2 separate regions of the Sus scrofa genome follow, and region 1 is linked to region 2. A link is a contact called in public Hi-C data. All regions are on one chromosome and are shown on one strand. The core of a region is the stretch at or near the end of the contact, and the rest is flanking DNA. Distances in the headings are between cores, read along the strand shown.

Region 1 (7,242 bases), core at 2,461-4,960, 73 kb after region 2:
CACAGAAATAGAAAAAGGAGAAAAAAAAGATGAGCACCTCCATGGACATTAAAAATTTACTTGACAAAAATCAGCATTCATCTTTGACTAAAAACATGTTAAAGTACACATTTAAAAAGTACTTTAAAAACTTGATAAAGAATATGTCAAGTATCCAACTTAAACCAATATCCCACCCTCAAAGCATTTCCATTAAAATCAACCTCAAGGATGCTCACTATTATTTAACACTAGGTTCTAGAGGTTCTAGCCATTGTAATTAAGGGGGCAAATAAGAGACAGAAATATTAGAAGGGAGGAAATAAAATTAGCATTATTTTTAGATTATATGATTGTCAAAGTGAAAAATCCAGGAGAAGTGACTGAAAAACAGTTATAACCAGTGAAAGAGTAAATAGCGGGACCAGTACAAAATAAGTTATTTTTAAAAAAGAAATCAGCTTGTCCAAAAATAGGTTGTCAAATAAATTATAGTATCTCCATATAATTAAATATTTCTGTGTGACCTTTATAAATAATGAAAATCTAATTCCATGGAAAATTGATCACTATATGTGACAAAAAGTAGTTTACAAAATGTATAGCAGTTAATACATACACATGCATGTGGAAAAATTAGTAAGATACATACCAGGATATTAACAGTAATTAACTTTACATGGTAAAACTATAAAGAGGTTTTATTTTCCTCTTAGCTGTTACCTGTGCTTTTCAAATTTTCAACATTTAATATTAAGTAGATCTATAAACCAACAATGGAAAAAATAAAAATCATTTTAAAAAAACATTTTGTACACCTTAAACAAATATATGTCTATATTTCAATAAAACTGGAAAAATACATAAAAGAAAATAAAACTTATTCCTAAATAATCTCAAAAAAATAAAAAAAAAATAAAATTAAGTAGAGCACATTATTTGCTCAGAAAATTTACCTCCCCAAATCAACAGTCAATAATATGAATGCCAATCTCAAAAAATAAAAATAAAAAAATGCATATTAAAGCAACACAGGATATAACATCTAAGTGAAACTTCTGATATTGGATTGGATCTTAATTTAGACAGACCTGCTATAAAAGTTATTTGAATAACGCGGTGAGAAAGGATTTTAAGATGGACCAGGTATTAGACTCTATTAGGAAATAATGTTAATTTTTGATAATGTTATTTGGCTATAGGAAAATGCACTTTTTTTAGAGATATAGAATTAAAGCATTTAGAAATGAAATGTCAGAATGCCTATAATTTCAGATATTTAAGCATAAAAAGATAAAGTGAATCAAATGGGAATGGTTTCTTAAATATTTTTTAAAGGTATGATTATTTTCACCTACCAATTTGGGAAAATCCAAAAATATAATACCCAGTGTTGATAGGTGGAACTAAAATGACTCATTTACTGCCAGCAGGAATGAAAAATTAGTACCACCTTTCTGAAGGGCAATTTTTTCACATTTGTAAATTCCTTAAAAATATGCTTACCCTTATTTTAGGAATTCCACCTATCGGAATTTTCTTATTAAGGAATACACATAAAAATATTACTATGAGGATGCTGCTCATAAAATGACGAAATACTGGAAAAAAATGATAAGGACTAGTGTTTAATCAGTTATGGTACACCCATACCATGATGTAGCATGCAGTCTCAACTATTGCCTTTTTAAAAAATAATGTTATATGAATAATGGAATATAAGATTGTTTCCATAAAATTTTAAAAATGAAAAATAAGTAAATTAAGTGTCACCACCCCACCAAAAAAAATAAATCATGTGTATGGTAGGACTCTAATTTTGTAAAATATGATTAAAACCTGACATACACACAATGCCTAGGGGGAAAAAAGAATAGGGGGAAATATATAAAATGCAACTAGTGGTTATCTCTGGATCTCTAAATCACTGACGAATGTAATTTCCTTCCTCATACTTTTGTATATTTCCAAAATCTGTAACTTCTTAACATCGTTTATAAGTTGAAAGGCTTGTCTTAAAATACAGCTAATGTAAAATATTTTATTTTATTATTTATTTATTTGTTTGTTTTTTTATGGCCACACCCACGGCATATGGAAGTTCCCAGGCTAGGGCTCAAACTGGACCTGCAGCTGCCACCCTACACCACGGCCACAGCAACGGCCAGATCTGAGCCACGTCTGTGACCTACACCACAGTTAATGGCAATGCCGGATCCTTAACCCACTGAGCGAGGCCAGGGATGGAACTTGTGTCCTTATGGATGCTAGTCGGGTTCGCTACTGCTGAGCCATGACAGGAACTCCTAAAAATACTTTATATTTAAAGAAATGCACTTATGTTATTTGTATAAAGAGAGAGAGAACGTCTTTCACGTGGTACTAGGTAATTGACATCCCTGAGAGCGAACCCACTCAGTGGTTTCTGGACGGTGTGTGTGTTCAGGGTACTGAAACTTAGCACTAGGTGGGAAAGTTGTTCAGCCTCCCTTCTATCACCCTGCCTCCAAAACATTAATATTCCTCCCCAGTCATTTATACCCTCAGGCGCTTCCTAGTGTTTACATTTAAGCCCGGAGCTTCTCTACTTAAGCAATGAAGTCCTACTTGCACAGCGCAGGGAACTCTTACCCAGCGTCTTGCAACAGAACATGATTGAAGATGATAGGAGAAAAAAAATCTATACATATATGTATGACTGGGTCACTCTGCTGTACAGCAGAAATGGACACAACATTGTAAATCAACTATGCTTTAATGTCTTTGTAAAGGAGAGAAAGAAGGGAAATGAGAGCGGAAGATTAGAGAGTTCACTTTTTTTAAAAAAAAGGAAGTGAAAAAAGATAAAAGGTAAAAGGTGTTTTGTTTTTCCTTTAATGCATCAAATGAAAGGGCGGTGAGGGGGGAGACAGAGGAGGCTCTATATCAAGGGGGGAAAAAGGATGATGGATAGAATCTATGAAAATTGAAACCCTGAAAAAGGAAAAACCGAAAAAACACCGTGCAATTCCTGAGCAAATCAACAAATATGCTAGAGAAATACTGCTTTATTTGTTAGAGTTTAGGTGAGAAAGTTGAGTAAGGCAAGTCCTGGGCCAGTTCTGCCACTTCCTCCGTTAATAAATGTTTATTCAGGGTGTAGTATGTGACAGCACTGAAGTGGACCTTAGCTAGGGACCTAAATATCAATAGCATCGGCATAATTCCTGCTTTCAAAAGCTTGTAAATTAGTGACAGACACAAATAAACAATTATAGAACCATGTGACAGGGAGGATCAAACACTCGTATCTACTATAAAAATACATAACATTTGATAGGTGCCATATTAGCGCCACAAACTAAACGTTACTAAAAACAAGGAACTAGGAAAAAGTGAAAAGAGAAAATGTAAGAGACAAAAACAGAGGAAAGAAAAAGCATTTTAGTTATTTTCCTTAACTATGACAAGAGCTCGTTATTTTGATATCTTTCAATATAGCCGTATCTTTATCGTTCTTGTATTATTTAAAGGACATTTGCAACATTCAAAAGCAAAACTAAAAAACCTGAAAGTCATTTTGCAAAAACTTCAAAGAAACGTTACCTATTTCCTGCACAATCGTTAGCATTTTCTTGATTATTTGAAGTAATGATTCCAGAATTTGAAAAAGCCACAAAAACCTTTTCACTTACCAAGATTTCTTTCTCAGAAGAGGAAATAACTTTTCCTCGGAGGAGAAGAAAATGCAAGTCCTTACTTTAAGTAAAGCAATACCATAGAAACTGTTTTGTGCCATCTGTCGGACATTACTAGAATTACTCCTGCCTACAAATTGCCCCTTCGAAGGTCACGTGTGAAGCAGGTTTTACTGGGCTACAGACTAAAACAGTAATCAAATTTTTAAATTCATATGAACATGCAGCTTATGACAAAGTGTGAAGAAAAATGTTTTTCTAAGATAATATACATCTGTAAGAGTTTTGCAGGCTGACTTAAATTATCACCATAATGGAAAGTTATTCAATTTTGCCTTGTTTCTATTATCACCATATTTAATATTTCCAAAATAATTGAAAATACTATTATCAAGAAATTTTGGAGCATTATTTTAGATACTTCACAATAAAATACTCTTACGTTCGAGAACTGGGTTTTTTATTGTTGTTGATTTTATAATCAACTTTCAGGGATAGTTCAGGAAATTGCATCCTATTTCTCCAAGTTCTGACCAACATTTTGGCATTTTTAGATGTTTTCATTCTCAATTCTAGAATAATAAATAACCCTGAGATCCTACGAGCCTAATTAAAAATCAATTTTTTGGGGGGGTGTGTCTTTTTGCCTTTTCTAGGGCCGCTCTCGCGGCATATGGAGAGTCCCAGGCTAGGGGTCGAATCGGAGCTGTAACCACCGGCCAGAGCCAGAGCCACAGCAAGGCGGGATCCGAGTCATGTCTGCGACCTACACCACAGCTCATGGCAACACCGGATCGTTAACCCACTGAGCAAAGCCAGGGATCGAACCCACAACCTCATGGTTTCTTGTCGGATTCGCTTCAGCTGCACCACGAGGGGAGCTCCTAAAAATCAATTTTTAAAGGTCATTTGGAATAATTTTAGAACAATATCAAGTTTAATGACACAAAAAGAGAATGTCTGGTTAACCAGACACATCCGGCCAGGATACCCTATTTCCAAGACTTTTCTTTAATTGAGGTTCTGTAAAGAACTGAACATCTGAAATAATCATTCGACAGTTAATTCCACTGTCTGGCATTATCTCATCATTAAAAAAATCAAAGTAAAACTCCGCAGTCCGACTCACAACACAGGGGTAAGAATCACTTCTGCTTTCAGAAGGAAGAGAAAGGCCAGCTTCTTACTATTCATTCTTACTCATCAAACCTAACGGGAAGCCTTCTAAGATCCGGGGTCAGGGGCGGTCAGCAAGGAGTGGATGGTCTCTGCTGAATGAGCAGAAGGGTCAGCTAGAGAGGGCTGGTGTCTGGGACGCTGGGAAACCAGCTTTGTGAACCAGGCAGAGCAGAAAGGAATCAGCTACGGCTTTGGGGAATTTCAGGCAACACTGGACCAAAGTCTTTAAGAAACATGCACACAAGAGTTCCTGCTGTGGTGCTGTGGGTTAAGAATCTGACTGCAGTGGCTTGGATCACTGCGGAGGTACAGGTTTGATCCATGGCCCCCGGGAAGCAGATTAAAGGATCCAGTCTGCGAATGTTGCTGGGTATGTCGTAGCTGTGGCTCAGAGTCAATCCCTCTGAATTTGAGGGATATGGGAACTTCATATGCCAGATGTGTGGCCATAAAATTTAAAAAAGAAAAAGAAAAAGAAATACGCACACATGCTCGCAGGCGCACGCACACATATCACTGAAGATTTGGTAACATCACACAGTGACAAAATGCGAGTATTTGGATACAAACGTTTATTAGGGCATTGCATGATGACACTGGTTTTCTGGAACAAGGGGACGATTCTTATTGAAGCTCTTATAATTCTGAGAAATGTCTTTAAGGAAATGACAAAACCCACAAAATCGGGTAATGTGGAAGACAGCATGGCAGTGGCACAAACAAGCAGGCAATGCTTGGCAAACCCCTCACAAGGCCATGTCCAGGCTGTGTGGCCTGGGGCAAGTTGCTTAACCTCAAAAGCTCTGTTTATTCATCCATCAAGTGGAAGTGCTTATGATTTTTAGGGAAGATAATGAATAAAAAGTGGCTGGAATAGTTACTGATACAGAAGACAAGTCATCTTAGCAGGGAATTGTGGAATTCTATGCAAGCCTTACCGGTTTTCTACTGAGGTGGCAAGACTTCAGGATATTTGATTAAATGAAGAAAAGCAAAGGGCAGAGTATGGCGAGTGTGACAGCATTTGCATAAAATCTGGTCTCTCAGACATCTGCAGAAGGTTCCTTCTTGTCAGGAATAAGACACTTATGGAAGAGGGACACAGAGAGAGAAAGGAACTGGCCAGCTGCAAACAGAGGGAGAGACTGGGATTTTTGTAGCCATGAGCCAGGGAATACCCAGAACCACCAGAAGCTGGCACCCCTGCCATCACCCTGATTTTGAACTTCGGACCTCCTTAACTGGGAGAGAGGACATTTCGGTTGTTTTAAGCCACCTGATTTTGGAGTATTTGTTATGGCAGCCATAGGGGTCTAATACAAGGCTCTATAGGCTTGTGTGATATATGCATAAAAATCTTTTTCTGAGGGGACACTTAAGAATCCTTTGCCTTTGAGCAAAAGAACCAAGGAAGAGAGAGATTTTTACTCACCATTTTATATTCTTTTGTCCTGTTTGAATTTTTTTACTACATACATGCATTACTTATTTATTTATTTATTTTTGTCTTTTTGCTATTTCTTTGGGCCGCTCCTGCGGCATATGGAGGTTCCCAGGCTAGGGGTCGAATCGGAGCTGTAGCCGCTGGCCTACGCCAGAGCCACAGCAACGCGGGATCCGAGCCGCGTCTGCAACCTACACCACAGCTCACGGCAACGCCGGATCGTTAACCCACTGAGCAAGGGCAGGGATCGAACCCGCAACCTCATCGTTCCTAGTCGGATTCATTAACCACTGTGCCACGATGGGAACTCCTACTTTTATTTTTTAAAATAAAATAGCATTACAGTAGACAAGATAACATAGTCTAAAGCCAGCAAATACATTATCTCCATACAAACAGAAGCAAAACACTAAAAATTTTTACTATAGTTGATTTACAATGTTCTGTCAATTTCTGCTGTACAGCAAAGTGACCCAGTTATATATACACACACACACACACACACACACACACACACACACACACATTCTTTTCCTCATATTATCTTCTACCATGTTCTATCATAAGTGATTGGATATAGTTCCTTGTACTATACAGCAGGACTTCATTGCTTATCCATGCTAAATGTAATAGTTTGCATCTACAAACCCCAAACTCCCATTCCATCCTACTCCCTCCCTTTCCCCCTCAGCAACTACAAGTCTGCTCTCCATGTCTGTGAGCCTGTTTCTGTTCTGTAGATAGGTTCATCTGTGCCGTATTTTAGATTCCACATATAAGTGATATCATATGGTATTTGTCTTTCTCTTTCTGATTTAACATCACTTAGTATGAGAATCTCTAGTTCTATCCATGTTGCAGCAAATGGCATTATTTTGTTCTTTTTTATGGCTGAGTAGTATTCCATTGTATATGTACTACATCTTCTTAATCCATTCATCTGTTGATAGACATTTAGGTTGT
Region 2 (7,516 bases), core at 1,133-3,632:
AACACTTAGTGGTGCAGTAAAAACATTGGTTATGCTCACAGAATCTGTGGATCAAGAATTTGGATACAGCACACCAGGCACACTGTGATGTCTGAGGCCGCAGCTGGAGGCCTTGAAGGCTCATCCGCTCATCTCCCTGGCTGGCAGTTGACGCTGGATGTCAGCTGGGGGCACCACTGGCTTTCCTCATGGTTTAGTTAAGGCTTCCTCATAAGTTGGTGGCTGGTTTCCAGGGTTAATATCCCAAGGGAGAGAGCATCAGACAGAAGCCTTACTGCCTTTTATCATCTGGCCTTGGAAGCCAAACATTCTGCCGGATTCTAGGATTCTATTTATCGAGGCAGTCACAGAGTCCACCTTCCCCAACCCAGGTCTTGGGGGAGGAGAAATAGAAGCTTTCTCCTGATGGGGAGTGGAAACTTTATGGAGGAACGTGTAACACTGGAAATATTGCTGTTGCTATTTTTGGAAAATACAATCGCCTTTGTGTGGCAGGGACTTTGCCAGGTCCTAGGGATTTAGAGCAAAAAGCCACGGTTTCTGATCTCAGGACCAGAGGAAGGATAGAAGAGAACAGGTCAACAGCCTAGAACATTTTCAGTTCTAGGGTCGTGAATAACCAGGGTGCTTTGGAAAAGCATCATGACCCTTGGCATTCCCGTCATGGCTCAGTGGTTAATGAATCCGACTAGGAACCATGAGGTTTCAGGTTCGATCCCAGGCCTTGCTCAGTGGGTTAAGGATCCGGTGTTGCCATGAGCTGTGGTGTAGGTTGCAGACACGGCTCGGATCTGGCATGGCTGTGGCTGTGGTGTAGGCCAGCAGCTATAGCTCTGATTCGATCCCTAGCCTGAGAACCTCCACATGCCACGGGTGCGGCTCTAGAAAAGACAAAAAAAAAAAAAAAGAAAAAAAAAGAAAAGCATCATGACCCAACTTTGGAGTTCAAAAAAGTTTTGTCAGGGAAACTGTTTCAGGATCATATGCAAAATCTCATCTGAGTTTGTGAACATGCAGATGTGGATGTGCAGGATCCCACTGAACCCAGGCCACAGGGCTGCCTGGGGTCTCACACCACCCCCTGCACGTCCATCTTCCTTGGCCTCCTTGAGAGACGTGTGGGTGGGAACCTCCCACACCTCCTTCAAGGTGGCCCTATAGACCAAACCGTGCAGAGCCAGTGGCTCTAACCTGTGGGGCCTCCTGGGGTGGCTGACAGAGGCAGATGTCCTAGAATCAGGCGTGTTAGAACTGTGTTGACAACGGTCTGAGGTCAAAGACGGCAGAATCAGGTATGGGCTAAATAGTTCCATTCATACTTCCTTTCCCCTCCCCGCACCAGGCTCCAGAGAGGACTCAGGAGAGCACCGTTTGAAAAGAACTGGTCCAGTTTTTGCACCTTCCCTGTACAGACAGGAAACAGATTCAGAGAGATTCAAGGGACTGGACGAAGACGACCCACATCCAAGGTAGGTTTGGGGTTTTTTTTTTTTTTTTTTTCTTTTTTGGCTGCCCCGCAGCATATGGAGTTTCCAGGCCAGGGATCTGATCCAAGCCACTGTCGCGACCTAAGCTCCAGCTGCAGCAATGCCAGATCCTTAACCCACTGATCCAGGCTGGGGATAGAACCTGCATCCCAGCGCTCCCAAGATGCTGCCGATCCTGTTGTGCCACAGCAGGAACTCTGGTTTTTATTTTCAATTTTAAACACTAGGCAAAGCACTAGAAAACATTCCTTGGAAATGTGTGACCAAGTGTCTGAGGTGTGGTGGGGTTTGGGGGGCTTTTCAGTCAGTTCCCTAAATCATGAATTTGGGCGGGATGTCGCAGGGGTGGGTGTCCCTACCTCTGCTTAAGGGTTACCAGCCCACAGGGCTGAGGAGTTGGGTCCCACCCCCTCCCGCCCTCCCTCTCCCTCGAAGCCCTGCTGTAGGCTCAGTTCCCTCAGGGCTGAGAGAGGCGGTTGAGGCTGCATGAATAATATAGCCTTTTAATTTGCTTTTAATTACCGTGGCCTAGTAACCCTTCCAAAGACCCTTCCTGGAGAGTAGTTTTATTTTTCCACTTATTAAACTCATTCACTAGACTGGAAAAAGAATTCCCATCCCCCAAGACCGCTCATTTTCATTCTTCTAATTCTTTTTTTTTTTTTTTTTTCCCCAACACCAGGAAAGCAATGCGCGTAAAACCGAAGCCAAGTATATTGTGGTTTCTAACACAAGCCTGTTTGGAGCAGAAGCCCGTGGGATTGTTGCACTGCGGCCTCAGGGGACTGCCCCAGCGCCTGGGCCGTCAAAGGGAGGGGCCTGAATGGCCCTTTGATTCAGCCCCATCTGGGGGTGGAGGGTGGGGAAGGAACAGGCCTGTCACTTGACACTCTCTGTTGGGCTTGGCCCTGGGCCTCTTTCCTCACGCAGGCCTCCCCGGAGCCTGCAGGCTTCTCTGAGGATGGCCTGGCTTGACGACATGCTGCAAGGCCAGAAATTCCTTGCTCCTTGGGAAGAACACAAGCCATCTATGGGCTCCAGGAATTCCATTCGCTTTGAGAATGCTGCCCTTCATAAAGTTCCTCCTCCTAGCACACACACACACACACAGACACAGACACAGACATACAGACACACACACACAGAGACACACACACACACCCAGACAATGACACACACACATATATACACAGACACACACACAGACACACACACAGACACACACACACACACCCCCCCTTGACCTGCTTTAATAGGCCTTTAACCATATGTTTGCTGGTTGATTTTTTAAATATTTATTATTCTTGATATTTGCATGGAAAACTTAAGAGAATAAACAGGCAAATTATCAGCTCTAATGGAAGAGCTTAAGGTTAAGAGATGAATATTGTTATGCTTATAGCCTTGGATAGTGAAGGAGTTGGAGCACTGGCTCCAGCACGTATGATCTTAAACAATTTACTGAACCTCTCTGCACTTCTCTGGACTTCATCTCTCTCCTCTCTAAATAGTTAGACGAAAAGCTCCTTCACAGCGTCGTTGTGAGATTGAAGGCAGTGCATACACATAAAATGCTTGGAACAGTGCTGGCCCATAGTGAGGATTCAATGAATTAGCTGTTAAGATAAAGGTCACTGGCTTTGAGGTCAACATACAAAAACCGATTATAGTCAATAAATGGCAGCAAATCATTAAAAGACACCGTTTTAAAAAGACTGCATTTTATATCATTTAAAATAGCAGAAAACAAGATATCTGGGAATAAATCTGACAAGTAATGGTATACTTTAAGCAGAAAGTTATAAAATTTTAGTGAATGTAATTCAAGATGACCCAAATAAGTGGAGAGAGATTCTGTGTTCACAGAGAGGAAAATTTATTATCTTGAAGATGTTTTTAATCTTTTATTCAAAGAAATGCCAAACAAAATGTTGAGGGGTACTTTTAGAGTGTGTCTATATATATATATGGAACTTGACAAGCTGATTCTAAGTGGTAATTAAAGAGCAGATAATTGAAGAGTGGAGTATCAGCCAAAAGCTGACGAACAGAATAGTGAAACAAAACAGAGTCCAGAAAGACACTTCCTTATTTATGGAAACCCGATATGCAGCAAACGTGTTTTTACAGATCAGTTGGAATAGGATGAATTACTCAAAAAACAATGCTGGGGCAATAGGTCAGCCACTGGCAAAAATTCAAAATTAGATCCCTTACCCAGATCCTGGACTAAAGACTTAGAGGTGAAAAACCAAATTAAGAAGACAATGATGTTCCTGGGTCAAAGAAGAATTTCTTTTTTGTTTTCTCTTTCAGTTTTGAGATAAACTTAACATACAGCAAAGAAGAATTTCTTAAACAAGACTTGGAAAGCACACACTATGACGGAAAAGATAGATTCGATTGCGTTAAAATTAATTAAAATTAATTTCTGTTAATGTTTTATTATTTTTCTGGTTAACCCCGGTAAGTCAATGGTTCCAACTTCACGCTCTCCTTATAATGGGATAATATAAACCCATGGCTACCCTTTCTATGGTGACTTTGCAGTGGCTGCTGGTAGAGTAGGCAGACCATGCATGTCCACAACAGCATGAGCATGTGACTTTCATTGGCCAAAGGCCAATGGAATGCAGAGTAACCTATGTGAGGCTCAACCAGAAATGCCGAATGTGCTGGTGTGTTTTGCTTTGCCAGCTATCACCAGAAGAGCCTTCCCTAACTAGCAGCTGCTGTCTTCAAATGAGAGGTACAGGGAACAGACCTAACCAGACCTGAAGTCTGAAACAGAACCACCCTGGACCATCAACAGACCTGTGGGTTAGGAAAGTAACATTCTATTGCTACAAACCATTGAGATTTTGAGGATGGTTGGTTTTTGTTTTTTTGTTTTTTTAAACTTCAAAATGGTGAAGTGAATGGTATGTGAATTTTTTTTATTACTCAAATGAATTTATCACATCTGTAGTTGTCTAATGATCATAACAATCTGATTTCACAGGATTTCCATCCCACAGCCCAAGCATATCCCTCCACCCCCCAAACTGTCTCCTCCGGAGACCATAAGTTTTTCAATGTCTATGAGTCAACATCTGTTCTGCAAAGAAGTTCAGTCTGTCCTTTTTTCAGATTCCACATGTCAGTGAAAGCATTTGATGTTGGTATCTCATTGTGTGGCTGACTTCACTTAGCATGATAATTTCTAGGTCCATCCATGTTGCTAAAAATGCCAGTATTTCATTCTTTTTAATGGCTGAGTAATATTCCATTGTGTATATGTACCACTTCTTCTTGATCCACTTCTCTGTCGATGGGCACTTCGGTTGTTTCCATGTTTTGGCTATTGTAAATAGTGCTGCAATGAACATTGGAGTACATGTGTCTTTGCAAGTTGTGGTTTTCTCTGAATAGATGCCCAGGAGTGGGATTGCTGGATCAAATGGTAGTTCTATGTTTAGTTTTCTGAGGAATCTCCATACTGTTTTCCACAGTGGTTGCACCAATTTACAATCCCACCAACAGTGTACTAGCGTTCCTTTTTCTCCACACCCTCTCCAGCACTTCTTGTTTGTAGACTTTTGGATGATGGCCATTCTCTGGCTGGTGTAAGGTGGTACCTCATAGTGGTTTTGATGTGCGTTTATGTAATAATGAGTGATGTTGAACATCTTTTCATGTGTTTTTTGGCCATCTGTATGCCTTCTTTGGAGAATTGTCTGTTTAGATCTTCTGCCCATTTTTTGATAGGCTTGTTTGTTTTTTTGGTATGGAGCTGCAGAAGGTGCTTATACATATTGGAGATTAATCCCTTGTCAGTGGATTCACTTGCAAAGATTTTCTCCCATTCTGTGGGTTGTCTTTTTGTTTTGTTTAGGGTTTCCTTTGCTGTGCAGAAACTTTGAAGTTTGAGTAGGTCCCATTTGTTTATTTTTCTTTTTATTGTCAATACTCTGATAGGTGGATCTGAGATGTTGCTGTCATTTATGTCAGAGAGTATTTGGCCTATGTTTTCCTCTAAGAGTTTGATAGTGTCTGGTCTTATATCTAGGTCTTTAATCCATTTGGAGTTTATTTTTGTGTATGGTGTTAGGGAGCGTTCTAATTTCATTCTTTTCCATGTGGCTGTCCAGTTTACCCAGCACCACTTATTGAACAAGCTGTCCTTTCTCCATTGTATATTCTTGCCTCCTTTGTCATGGATTAGTTGGCTGTAGGTGTGTGGGTTGAATTCTGGGCTTTCTATCCTGTTCCACTGATCTATAGTTCTGTCTTTGTGCCAGTACCATGCAGTTTTGATGACTGTTGCTTTGTAGTATAGTCTGAAGTCAGGGAGCCTGATTCCTCCAGCTCCATTTTCTTTTTCAGGATGTATTTGGCTATTCTGGGTCTTTTGTGCTTCCAAACAAACTTTAACATATTTTGTTCGAGTTCTGTGAAAAATGTCCTTGGTCATTTGACAGGGATTGCATTGAATCTGTAGATTGCCTTAGGTAGTATAGTCATTTTGATAATATTAACTCTTCCAATCCACGAGCATGGTGTATCTTTCCATCTATTTGTGTCCTCTTTGATTTCTTTCATCAGTGGCTTGTAGTTTTCAGAGTACAGGTCTTTTGTTTCTTTAGGTAGGTTTACTCCTAGGTATTTTATTCTTTTGGATGTGATGGTAAATGGGACTGCTTCCCTAATTTCTTTTTCTGCTCTTTCATTGTTAGTGTATAGAAATGCTGTCAATTTCTGTGTATTGATTTTGTATCCTGCGACTTTGCCAAATTCACGGATGAGCTCTAACAGTTTTCTGGTAGAGTCTTTAGGATTCTCTAGGTGTAGTATCATGTCATCTGCAAATAGGAATAGTTTTACTTCTTCCTTTCCAATTTGGATTCCTTTTATTTCTTTTACTTCTCTGATTGCTGTGGCTAGGACTGCCAGAACTATGTTGAAGAGTAGTGGCAGAGCGGACATCCTTGTCTTGTTCCTGATCTCAGTGGGAATTCTTTCAGATTTTCATCATTGAGAATGATGTTTGCTGTGGGTTTGTCATATATGGCCTTTATCATGTTGAGGTGGGTTCCCATTATGCCCACTTTCTGAAGGGTTTTTATCAGAAATGGGTGTTGGATTTTGTCAAAGGCTTTTTCCGCATCTACTGAGAGGATCATATGGTTTTTATTCTTCAGTTTGTTAATGTGGTGTATCACACTGATGGATTTGCGGATATTGAAGAACCCTTGCATCCCTGGGATAAATCCCACTTGATCATGATGTACAATCCTTTGAATGTATTGTTGGATACGGTTTGCTAGTATTTTGTTGAGGATTTTTGCATCGATGTTCATCAGTGAAATTGGCCTGTAGTTTTCTTTTTTTGTGGAGTCTTTGTCTGGTTTTGGTATCAGGGTGATGGTGGCCTCATAGAAGGAGTTTCAGAGTATCCCTTCCTCTGCAATTTTTTGAAATAGTTTCAGAAGGATAGGTGTTAGCTCTTCTCTAAATGTTTGATAGAATTTGTCTATGAAGCCATCTGGTCCTGGACTTTTGTTTGTTGGAAGTTTTTTAATCACAGTTTCGATTTCAGTTCTTGTGATGGGTCCATTCATCGTTTCTATTTCATCTTGGGTTTTTTTATACAACATTATTCTAGCAATAACTACATAGCACAATAACTTAAAAGAAACATTTTTGGAAGGATGTTGGGGGCTCACAGAATCAATAATGGTGGAGATGAGGAAACAGGCAGAAACTAGGATATTTCTGGAGGATAGGATTCAAACACCAGCAAGAAGTCTAAAGGGAGGTTCTGGAAGGCTGGCATGAAATAGAGTTCTATTTCTTTGATCCTCCAGTCAAGCTTCAAATAGCTGGAAGAGATGATGTAACTGTCCTCACTTGGGCCACCTCCCTACCCATTAAGGAGGGAATTCTGGAATCTTGGTCCCTGTCTCCCAGACTACATCCAGCAGGAAGAAAGGATGCCCAAAAGGAAATGATGGACTTTTCTTTCTTTCTTTCTTTCTTTTTTTGTCTTT

What was found. A called contact is a pair of places that touch in the nucleus more often than the background predicts.
Region 1: a Hi-C map of fetal skeletal muscle shows a contact between it and region 2, with 2.3 times the contacts expected there. The contact joins the promoter of TLR6 here to the enhancer-like site in region 2. A contact is called at or near these places in 2 of 5 promoter capture datasets (fetal liver and liver), 27 of 47 Hi-C or Micro-C datasets (alveolar macrophages, blood, brain and 13 more) and 2 of 2 datasets of contacts at active chromatin or transcription factors (alveolar macrophages and skeletal muscle).

Annotation. Positions count from the first base shown.
Region 1 is chr8:30,176,940-30,184,181 of Sscrofa11.1, forward strand. TLR6 (toll like receptor 6) reads right to left here and starts at 3,711. Exons shown (of 2, transcript NM_213760.2): 1 at 3,654-3,711.
Region 2 is chr8:30,105,034-30,112,549 of Sscrofa11.1, forward strand. No RefSeq gene overlaps it. Among named protein-coding and RNA genes, the nearest start is that of TLR10, 26 kb to the right of the region's middle. Within about 2 kb of position 2,383, at least 33 of the 83 cell types and tissues checked have an H3K27ac peak or open chromatin away from gene starts, as enhancers often do. A contact at or near this core is called in brain, embryonic fibroblasts, epiblast stem cells and 4 more, where this site is marked.